Linked DNA regions of Xenopus laevis: region 1 is linked to region 2. The links are chromatin contacts, called in public Hi-C maps. All regions are on one chromosome and are shown on one strand. The core of a region is the stretch at or near the end of the contact, and the rest is flanking DNA. Distances in the headings are between cores, read along the strand shown.

Region 1 (4,941 bases), core at 556-3,055, 180 kb before region 2:
TTCTGTCTATCCTTCGATCCATTGTTATTACTAGTCCTCATGCAAAAGTAGGTAACAGCTATGAGATAGGCATGAAACTAGTTGCATGAAGCTTTACTGGGTCCATTGGGAGTTTCTGGTCCCATGATGGGCCAGTGCAACTGTGCAGCCAGCATCAGTGTCATATATACTATGACTTTGTATATCCTATTTACTTTGTATATTGCCCATTTAATCTGAGCATTCCATTCCTGCTTGGACAGCTCACATAAGAGTAATTTATTTCTAATGCTTCACATTTGCCTTGAGATGTTTTAAATGGATAGTTAACTCCAATGCAATAGCTGTTGCTTTTGGCTGTACTACAGCCACCATAAAATGTGGGATTATATTTCTTGAATTGATTGTAGAGGAGTAAAATGTTTAACTGATAAACAGTGTGAAAATCATTTACTGGCAGTAGTTGAGGTGTATACTCATTTCCCTTTTGTCACACCACAATAAGATGAACGCCTAAGGTTATTCTACGACTCAGTACTTGCCTTTCACCTGCCGAACAGAACTGAGGTTCTTTTCAAAAGTGTCATCAAATTTTGGATTTGTGATCGGCTCAAAATCACTGGTGTAGACCCTCCCGGAAGAAGTTGAAAAACAACATTTGCACATGCAAGTGTGATATCGCAAGCGGCCTTCATCCAGGTACGGGTGAGCCAAGGCATCTTTAGCCGATATCCGTTTGGACTGAAAAAAAAACAAAGACGAAATGTTAGTTTATAATCCAAAGCAGAAAAGTTTATATGGATTCAGTTCTGGAGTATTTATCATTTTTGACATTGAACTTTTTCAAGCATGAAAATGCTCCAAAATGCTTTCGCATTCTAGGGATAGGGTTACATTGACTTCTGGAGAACATGGAGGATGCACACTATCTACACTCACATAATAAATATTAAATTACTGCTTAGTAAGTAAAATGGTCACTAGAGGGCGATAAAGACTTTAGCATGATGACAAATAACATTATAAATACATTCGACAGCCATTTAGACGATATAGTCTGCGGCGTTGGACTTCTAACGATCTATGTCATTTAATTATTACCATTAAATGCTTATGCAGCAGCATTTGAAGTTTATGTTCATATATTGATGGGACACTCATACTTTAATTGTTGATGCTTGGTTTTGAAGATGTTGTATAAGCATTAGAAGCATAAGAACTGTTCATGAGCAGTTAGTTTTGTAGCACTATTACCAGTTTGCAAATAAAACCAAATAAAACAAGGACAGAAATCCTGTAGGTGACCTTTAATCTGAGTGGGTAACAGAGTAAGGACAAGCTTTGTGCTGTTATTTATTGAACTTTATTCTGTTTTGGCATAGTCATGCTTATGCACAGAACCCAGTGTACCAACAGGGCTCTCGTGCTTTGCTTCAGGCGTGAGTAAACACAGAACATCAGGTTTTATGCTTGAGGGAACAAATGGCATTCAATGTACAATGCACAAAATGATCTGTGCCTCACGCCTCTGCTAAATCAGCAGGGTTCTATGGATTGGTTAGGTGGCCCAGAATGAACTGTAAGTGCTACAGGGTCCAGCAAGCTTCTGGCACTGAATAAGGTGCCAACATATTTCTGTTAGAGGATCACTATAAAGGCAAATGTTAGTAGAGGAAGAAATAACCCTGGGAATGGGCAAGTCCTACTTACTGGATCAAAGACCAGCATCCTGCAGAGCAGATGGACAGCTTCATGAGTTGCCTGGCTGGACAGTGTGTAGAGGACAGGAAGAGATGGCTGAAAGGACAAAAAGAAATAATGAAGAATAAAGCCTGCTGTGGCACAGATAAAAGGGCTGCTCTGTGTAACTGCTCTGGCTATTCCTGTAGTCAGCAAGCACAGCACTCCTGTCATTCTGATTAAGGGAGAAGCAACGTCCCACTGCAATGAGCATTCCTCATCTCCCGCTGTCTATGTTATCACCATAATAACCTTTGGTACTCGGGGGGGATCAGCAGTTTACGGCATACGCTGTAATGTGTTTAAGTAACGGCAGATGTACATAAGCAAACATTGCTTTACACGTATACACTGAATCCAGTGGGATGCCAAGAGAGGTACATTTCTAGAAGAGTAGCATAAGTTCTTAAAGGAATTGTTTAGTATAAAAATAAAAACTGGGTAAATAGATAGGCTGTGCAAAATAAAAAATGTTTTCAATATAGTTAGTTAGCCAAAAATGTAATGTATTAAAAATGGAGTGACTGGATGTGTAACATAATAGCCAGAGTAGGATGAAGATATCGGCACACAAGGCATACAAGTTGCAGGGAGTACCCTGCTTGATTTATTGTGCGGAATGTAACATTTCTGGGACACGCCCCTTTGACAAGCATGTGGGAACCGTAGTGCAGGAAATACAAATAGGGTGGTCAATTAATGAATTAGCATATACAATGTTATAAAATAGCAAAAATGTATAAATAATTACATGATAATTAGTATTAAATCCCCCATATTAGGTGTCCAAGGTGTATATTGCACACTATAGTCCATAATTGGAAGCATCAAAAAATAAGTCCATAGGTGCTTGAGAAAATCCGTAAGTGCAAAAGAAAAAGTCCAATATTAACAGTGGCCTAAAAAGGAAACACCACTTGTATATTTAAATAAAGTAACAAAAGATAAAACCAAAATTAGGATAAGGCAATTGGCAACATTTGTAAAAGGTTACAAAGTATCATGCTACCCGTGAAACGTTGCGTTCCACATAATAAAACAAGCAGGGTACTCCCTGCAACTTGTATGCCTTGTGTGCCAATATTTTCTTCCTACTCGATTGTGAGGTTGCCGGATCCTCTAATATTGTGCACCAAGCTAATTTGATCAAGGGTGTGCGACCGTTTGTTTCCTTGCGTAACATAATAGCCAGAACACTACTTCCTGCTTTTCAGCACTCTTGCTTTCCACTGATTGGTTACCAGGCAGTAACCAATAAGTGACTTGAGGGGGACATGGGCTATAACTATTGCTTTTGAATCTGAGCTAATAGTTTTGTCCCAATTGACCCTCCCTCAAGTCAGTGATTGGTTATTGCCTTTGGAAACAAAGAGAGCTGCAAAGCAGGAAGTAGTGTTCTGGCTATTGTGTTACACATCCAGTCACTCCATTAAATTTTTGGCTAACTAACTATATTAGAAACATTTTTTATTTCGTACAGCCTATCTATTTACACAGTTATTTTTACACAGAACTGTTCCTTTAAGCATGATTATCAACACGTATTCATACAGCACCAACAGGTCCTGGTTAGCTAACAACTCACTGCATGTTGGAGTCTAATAAGATGTTAATTACAAAACTCGTATATAGGTTAAGCACAAGTGCTGTGCACACAACCATGCACTTGGCATTAGGAGAAATTGGCTACACCTCTGCAGGGCATCACCAAGGGAAAAACATATCATTTTAGCAATAGCAACACCAAGAGCCACAATAAAGGTTCACTGAAAACTCAATACAGGAGAACATCTCCAGACAGCCAGGCCACAGACAATGCATAACCCCAGACAGAGGGCTGCCAGCAGGCAATGCATCAATTAAACCAAACAGACAAGAACAGCCCTATGCATTTTGTTCACAGAGCAGCATCCAGTGCAACTATCACAAAAATGAAACTTCAACTCATGTTTCTAAACATAATCAAAAAATCTGTACCATTTCTGAAATAATTAAGTTACTCTTCCCTATCCCCCTCTCTACAACTTGCCTCTCTATATGCAGCTTTGTGTTGGAGTCGGTTGTTTCAGAAGACATTTATTGCTAATACATTGTCTTAGCAAAGGGAGCACACACCAATGAATTAGATCTGTCAATCAAAATATGACCGACTTCTGCATGCAGAGACACAGATTGCTGAGAGGGGGAAAGGGAAGAGTAAGTAGCATGATTAATTCAGAAATGGTACACAATTTTCAATTGATTATATTTAAAACGTTTTTTCGTTTCCATGTGATGAAGCTATTGTTACATAAGCACTACAGCTTATACAGAGGGCATTCTCAGATAAAGCATTGCAGTTTATATAGAGGGTATTTTCAAATTATAAGGCTGGTTTACCTTTAAACTAACTTTTAGTATGTAAACAACTTTTCAAATGGTCTTCATTATTTATTTTCCATAGTTTAATTATTTGCCTTCTTGACTCTCTCTGGCTTTCAAATGAGGATTACTGACCCCATCTAAAAGTAAATTCTCTGTAAGACTACAAATGTAGTTATTGCTATTTTTTCTCCTATTCATATTTCAGTCTTTTATTCAAATCAGTGCATGGTTGCTAGGGTAATTTGGACCCTAGTAATCAGATTGCTGACATTGCAAACTAGAGGGCTGCTGAATAAAAAGCTAAATAACTCAAAAACTACAAATTATAAATAATGAAAACCAGCTGCAAATTGTCTTGCAATATCAAGCAGTGATATTTGAAGGCCATGTCAGGCTTCTTGGAAAAGACCGCGTCTACTGTAGCTTTATAGCCTTGTAATGCTTTGTACAACCATATTATTCTGCCTCAATTTGAAAGTGTAATAGACTCAACTGCTTTCATTGGCTTCAATAATCTCCTAAAGTAACAGACAATTTCTGAGCCTTGGTGAATGTAACTGCTTTATTGAATTTCTCGTTTCGTGGGCTTACGGATTAAATTGCCGGCATTGCTCTTGCGGACATTGTGTTTCCTGCTTTAATGGTTTATATGAACCTATTTTATTTGCTACTGGTCTTTTTTTCAGTAGCTTTGTGTTTTGCCGCTGAGCAGATGGGAGCTGAGGTTTAGGGGTTAGTAATCCTCACTATTACTTTGCCTCCCAAGAAACAGATTTCGCTTTTCCTTCCTAATGTTTTTATTTGTTGAACGACCCGGTTTCATGTATGACAAGGCTGCTAGTTATGTAGCAGGGATGT
Region 2 (4,416 bases), core at 249-2,748:
AGCCAAGGCAGTTCTGTTAATCTGTTGGTTTCTGCTACATTGTTTCAAAAATCCAAGCCACCAAGGCAGGAAAAGCTAGAAGGATAGGCCAAACTATATTATTTGCAAAACCACATCAATATTATGTGATCATATGCCCATCAGAGTTTTCATGCAGATGAAGATGATCCTGAGCGGGTACAGCAGATTATTAAGAGGGCTATAGAAGATGCTGACTGTGTGCTAAATAAAGTAAGTTCTTACGTAGGTTATATAAGCAGATCACCCCCCTTTATGTTGACGAAACTGGCTCTGTTTCTTCTTGTCGTTTCCAGATCGCTTTCAGTGGAGACTGGGTGGGTGGGAGCAGGGCCTGAACTAGGGGTAGACATAGGAGGCACGTGCCTAGGGCACAAAGCTGGAGGGGGTGCCAGGCACAGTACCTCTTCTGCCGCCTCCCCTAGTTTGAACCCTTGTGTCCCCCGCCCCTATGGGGCTTGCTTGTTTGTGTTCACGAATAAGGAGGAGGCGACATGGTTACCTAGTTACCTAGTGTGCCTGGCCGACTTGGCCTGGCAAAGGGTGGGAGATTCAAACAGCTGTCAAAATCACCCGCACTGTCCCCTGTGAATATGCAGACAGCAGGTGCCATGCCGCCCTAATCCTTTGTGGCCTGCCCACAAATCTGGGCCTGATTGCACCCGCGCCTGCACCCCCTTGGGCCTGCATAGGGTTGCCACCTGGCCGGTAAAAATGATGGATGATCCCAATGTTATTAATAGGGAAAAAAGAAATATTAGAAGGTTGGTATTTTTTTCCGGAAAAGGTGGCAACCCTACTTGGAGCCCGCAGTAAGTCACATTGTGTGAGGCAGGTCAGAGGTAACTTTTTTGGCTGGCATGGGGGAAGAGCGTGATTTCGCAGGGGAGGCACACGTGTCTAGTTACGCCACTGAGCTTGAGTCTCATATATCCATTTAATCAGATATACAGATCAAACAAATGTGTTTGGCTGTGACCTAGGCACTGTGAGTGTGTGTGTGACATACTGGGGGAGGGATGAGAGGAGCTGATGTGACTGTCACTGATTGGGGGGTGTTCACTGTACTACTACTTAGGGTTACGTCTGTTACTTTACTGTGACTGGGGGCTGCTGTGCTGTAAGTGGTGGGGTTAAGTAGGTGTGTTACTGGGCAGTCATGGGGGCACCAGTGCTGTAATTGGCGGGGGAGAGCTGGAGAGCTACACACTAAGCTTATATATGCATGTCAGTGTCAGATCCATTGCAATCCTGAGCGAAAACTCTAGTCGCTGCACATGCGCAGTCTGTCTCATATCGGATTAAAGCGTTATCCACCAAATTTAGCCCCTTGTGATCTGCGTGCGTCTGTGTTTGTCCGTGTATTTCTCCACAATCCCTAACTCTTGAGTTCTCGGACCTGCCTCTTTGGCAATTCAGCCAATCGCTGTAGCCTTCCTCCCTCCCACCAACACTTCCTGTGCGGCGGCATTTCCGTGTGCAGCGTGTGGTGCAGAGAGAAAACAAACATCATAAGTCAACGAGAGAAGGTGAGGGAGTGTGAATGAGTGAGTGCTTGTTAGCCAGACAGCTCGGGGCTGGTTTGTACTGTCCTTCATGCTGTATTCAGAGGCACTACACTTCAGCTTCTCTGCCCACACTATAATCCTCCTGTAATATCTCATACCTGCAAGACAAATCTAGTTCTTGTAGTATCTAGTGGCTTGTATGGTCCCCACTGCAGAATGTATATTCCTCTCTCCCTTACCTTCCTGGAGGACTACACTTCCAGTCTTGCAGCTCTCCCTTTATCATGTCTCTGCAAGATTCAAGTCTTCCCAGTGGTCCCCTCATTTGTGGGTTTGCCACACAGTATGTTTACATTGGCTTCCAGATGATGCAGGACTGTGCCCGGGTTAAGAAACGCTGGTTTAATTGGACTCCTGCTTATTCTGCATCTTGCTGGGAGAACTAGTATCTATGAAGCTTTCTTCTCATCTTAGTCATGCAGACTTGTGCCTGTGGCATGATATTAAAAGGTAAACATTGGTGCTCATTGCAAAGTTAGAATCACATCAACTATTTTCCCTTTCTTCTTAGATTTGGGATATTTCGTGGATCCCTGAACAAGGAGTAAACATGGCAAAAGAGACTGGGACAGCAAAGCCAGCCCGGCAAAAGAAAGAACCTCAGCCGCTCGTCATCCCAAAAAATGCAACTGATGAGCAAAGGCTGAAACTGGAGAGGTTGATGAGGAACCCTGTAAGATGTGACTGATTGGGGGGGGGGATTATGTGAATGGCAAGTTTTGGCACTTCATCTGTTTCAAAACTACAGCTGCCAGCACCTTCTGCTACTGTCAGTTGTACTTATGCAACGATTGGATTACCAAAGTTTGGTAAATTTTAGGGATGCACAGAATCCACTATTTTGGATTAGGCCGAACCACCGAATCCTTTGTGAAAGATTCAGCCGAATACCGAACAGAATCCGAACCCTAATATATAGGGATAATAGGGATGGGACTGGGAAAACATTTTTTACTTACTTGTTTTGTGACAAAAAGACACACGATTTCCCTCCCGCCCTAATTTGCATATGCCAATTACGATTCGATTTGGCTGAATCCGAATCCGGCTGAAAAAGGCCGAATCCCAAATCGAATCCTGGATTCTGTGCATCCCTAGTAGGTTTTGCAGACTGTTTTCAACTTTGAATTTAAATGGTACATATTTTGAATGCCATATGCATTTGAGTCCAGGGACCTTCAGCCTGTGGCACTCTAGCTTTTGTTGAACTACAATTCTAAACACCCGCAAACCACCAAAAGCAACATCTAATGGGCTATACTCTTAAAGTACGTTGCCTTTACAAGTGTTTTTTATTTTTCAATCCTCAATCCTTACGTCCCTCTTGCCAACAAAGCATTTGCTGTATTTTTCAGAATGATTGCAGATGCAAATAACTTGTATGTCGCTGCCCCGCCCCCATCTTGTGCTGAACTATAATTCCCCGCATGTCCCAAAAGCCTCCTTTGGATAGATGTTTTTTATAGTGTGGCTTTAGAATGGTATGCACCACGTGCTGATATATATGACTAACACTGGAATGTTCAAGTAAAGTCACTAAATATTTGTTGTGAAAAAGTAAAACACAATTATTATTATGTCATCCCCATAAGCATCTTTTCTCTATTGTAAACAATCTCAACTTGGCCAGGATTGCTTCATCACTGAGATCAGGTTAGTTCATCTTCTCTAGGCGTTTATTTCATTAATGTCCCTTTTGAGCAACGATCATGTCGTTTTTGTGTGAAAGGAAAATAACAAAGTCCAGTTTCTCAGTGTATTTATTAGTTGCTAAATAATTTTGCCAAAAATAAATAGCAGCATTTTAATCATTTTATTTATCATCCCCCTTAACCCGGTTTGGTTTTTGTAGGATAAACCTGCTACCGTACCTGAGAGGCCCAAAGAATGGTCTCCAAGATCTGCTCCAGAATTTGTCAGAGATGTCATGGGTAATCATTAACCTAAACTGTATTTGTAGTATGTTACGTGTCTTGCACCCCTTAGGGCGACATAATTCCATACTGTGCACATGGACATGCAGTAAGTGGGATAATTTAGATTGCGGCAATTATAATATACTGAACATGATCACTAGATTTTATAATTAAATGCATTCGTTATTACATACAAATAATTGCATCCCTGATTTTAGCAGTAATTTAAACTCTGCCGCAGGCATGTAATTTATTTTCCCAGATTACATGAATGCACAGCTTACGTTAATATAAATACAGTTTAATACTAATTAATAAGATAAGTTACTGCTGTCACATAAGTGATATTGATGTGTCTGGTGAACCAAGTAGAAAACAGTAATTGCAATAAGATGAGCCAAAAATTTACAAAAATTCTTTATCACTATTATTTACATTGCCAGCAGTACTTTAAAAAAAAAATAACAACACAAATAGTATAATAAGTAAATATATGCAGTAACAAAACTTGCTTATAATAATATTCACTTATCCAGGATCAAGTGCTGGGGCTGGCAGCGGAGAGTTCCATGTATATCGGCATCTTCGGCGCAGAGAGTACCAAAGGCAAGAGTTTCTCGATGGGATGTCCGAAAAGGTTACTGATTTATATGTTTTTGTGATTTTTATTGTATTTATTGTATAGCGCTAACCAAATCAGAGTAAAACCCTCCTTAGAGCAGCATAGCATATATGGAAATAAATCTCCCATAAACTTTCCTTGAAATCCAATAATAAGAAAGTTTCATGTAGTCTTGGCTGATGTGTACATGCACCATATCCATGTTTGACTGGCATCTAAAATTAACACTGCTGCAATGTACATTAAAGGGGTGCAAAAAGTTATAATGGTGGTTGCAGAGGCTTATGGGATA

Evidence for each region. A called contact is a pair of places that touch in the nucleus more often than the background predicts.
Region 1: a Hi-C map of the XL177 cell line shows a contact between it and region 2, with 3 times the contacts expected there. The contact joins the enhancer-like site here to the promoter of prkrip1.L in region 2. A contact is called at or near these places in 2 of 4 Hi-C or Micro-C datasets (the XL177 cell line and the XTC cell line).

What each region holds. Positions count from the first base shown.
Region 1 is chr2L:48,218,970-48,223,910 of Xenopus_laevis_v10.1, reverse strand. nlk.L (nemo-like kinase L homeolog) reads right to left here. Exons shown (of 11, transcript NM_001091101.2): 8 at 1,690-1,776; 9 at 522-720. Among protein-coding and RNA genes, the nearest start is that of tnfaip1.L, 21 kb to the left of the region's middle. Within about 2 kb of position 1,805, at least 2 of the 7 cell types and tissues checked have an H3K27ac peak or open chromatin away from gene starts, as enhancers often do.
Region 2 is chr2L:48,039,183-48,043,598 of Xenopus_laevis_v10.1, reverse strand. prkrip1.L (PRKR interacting protein 1) L homeolog) reads left to right here and starts at 1,498. Exons shown (of 7, transcript NM_001092454.1): 1 at 1,498-1,547; 2 at 2,098-2,259; 3 at 3,439-3,517; 4 at 4,039-4,139. The coding sequence starts at 2,137.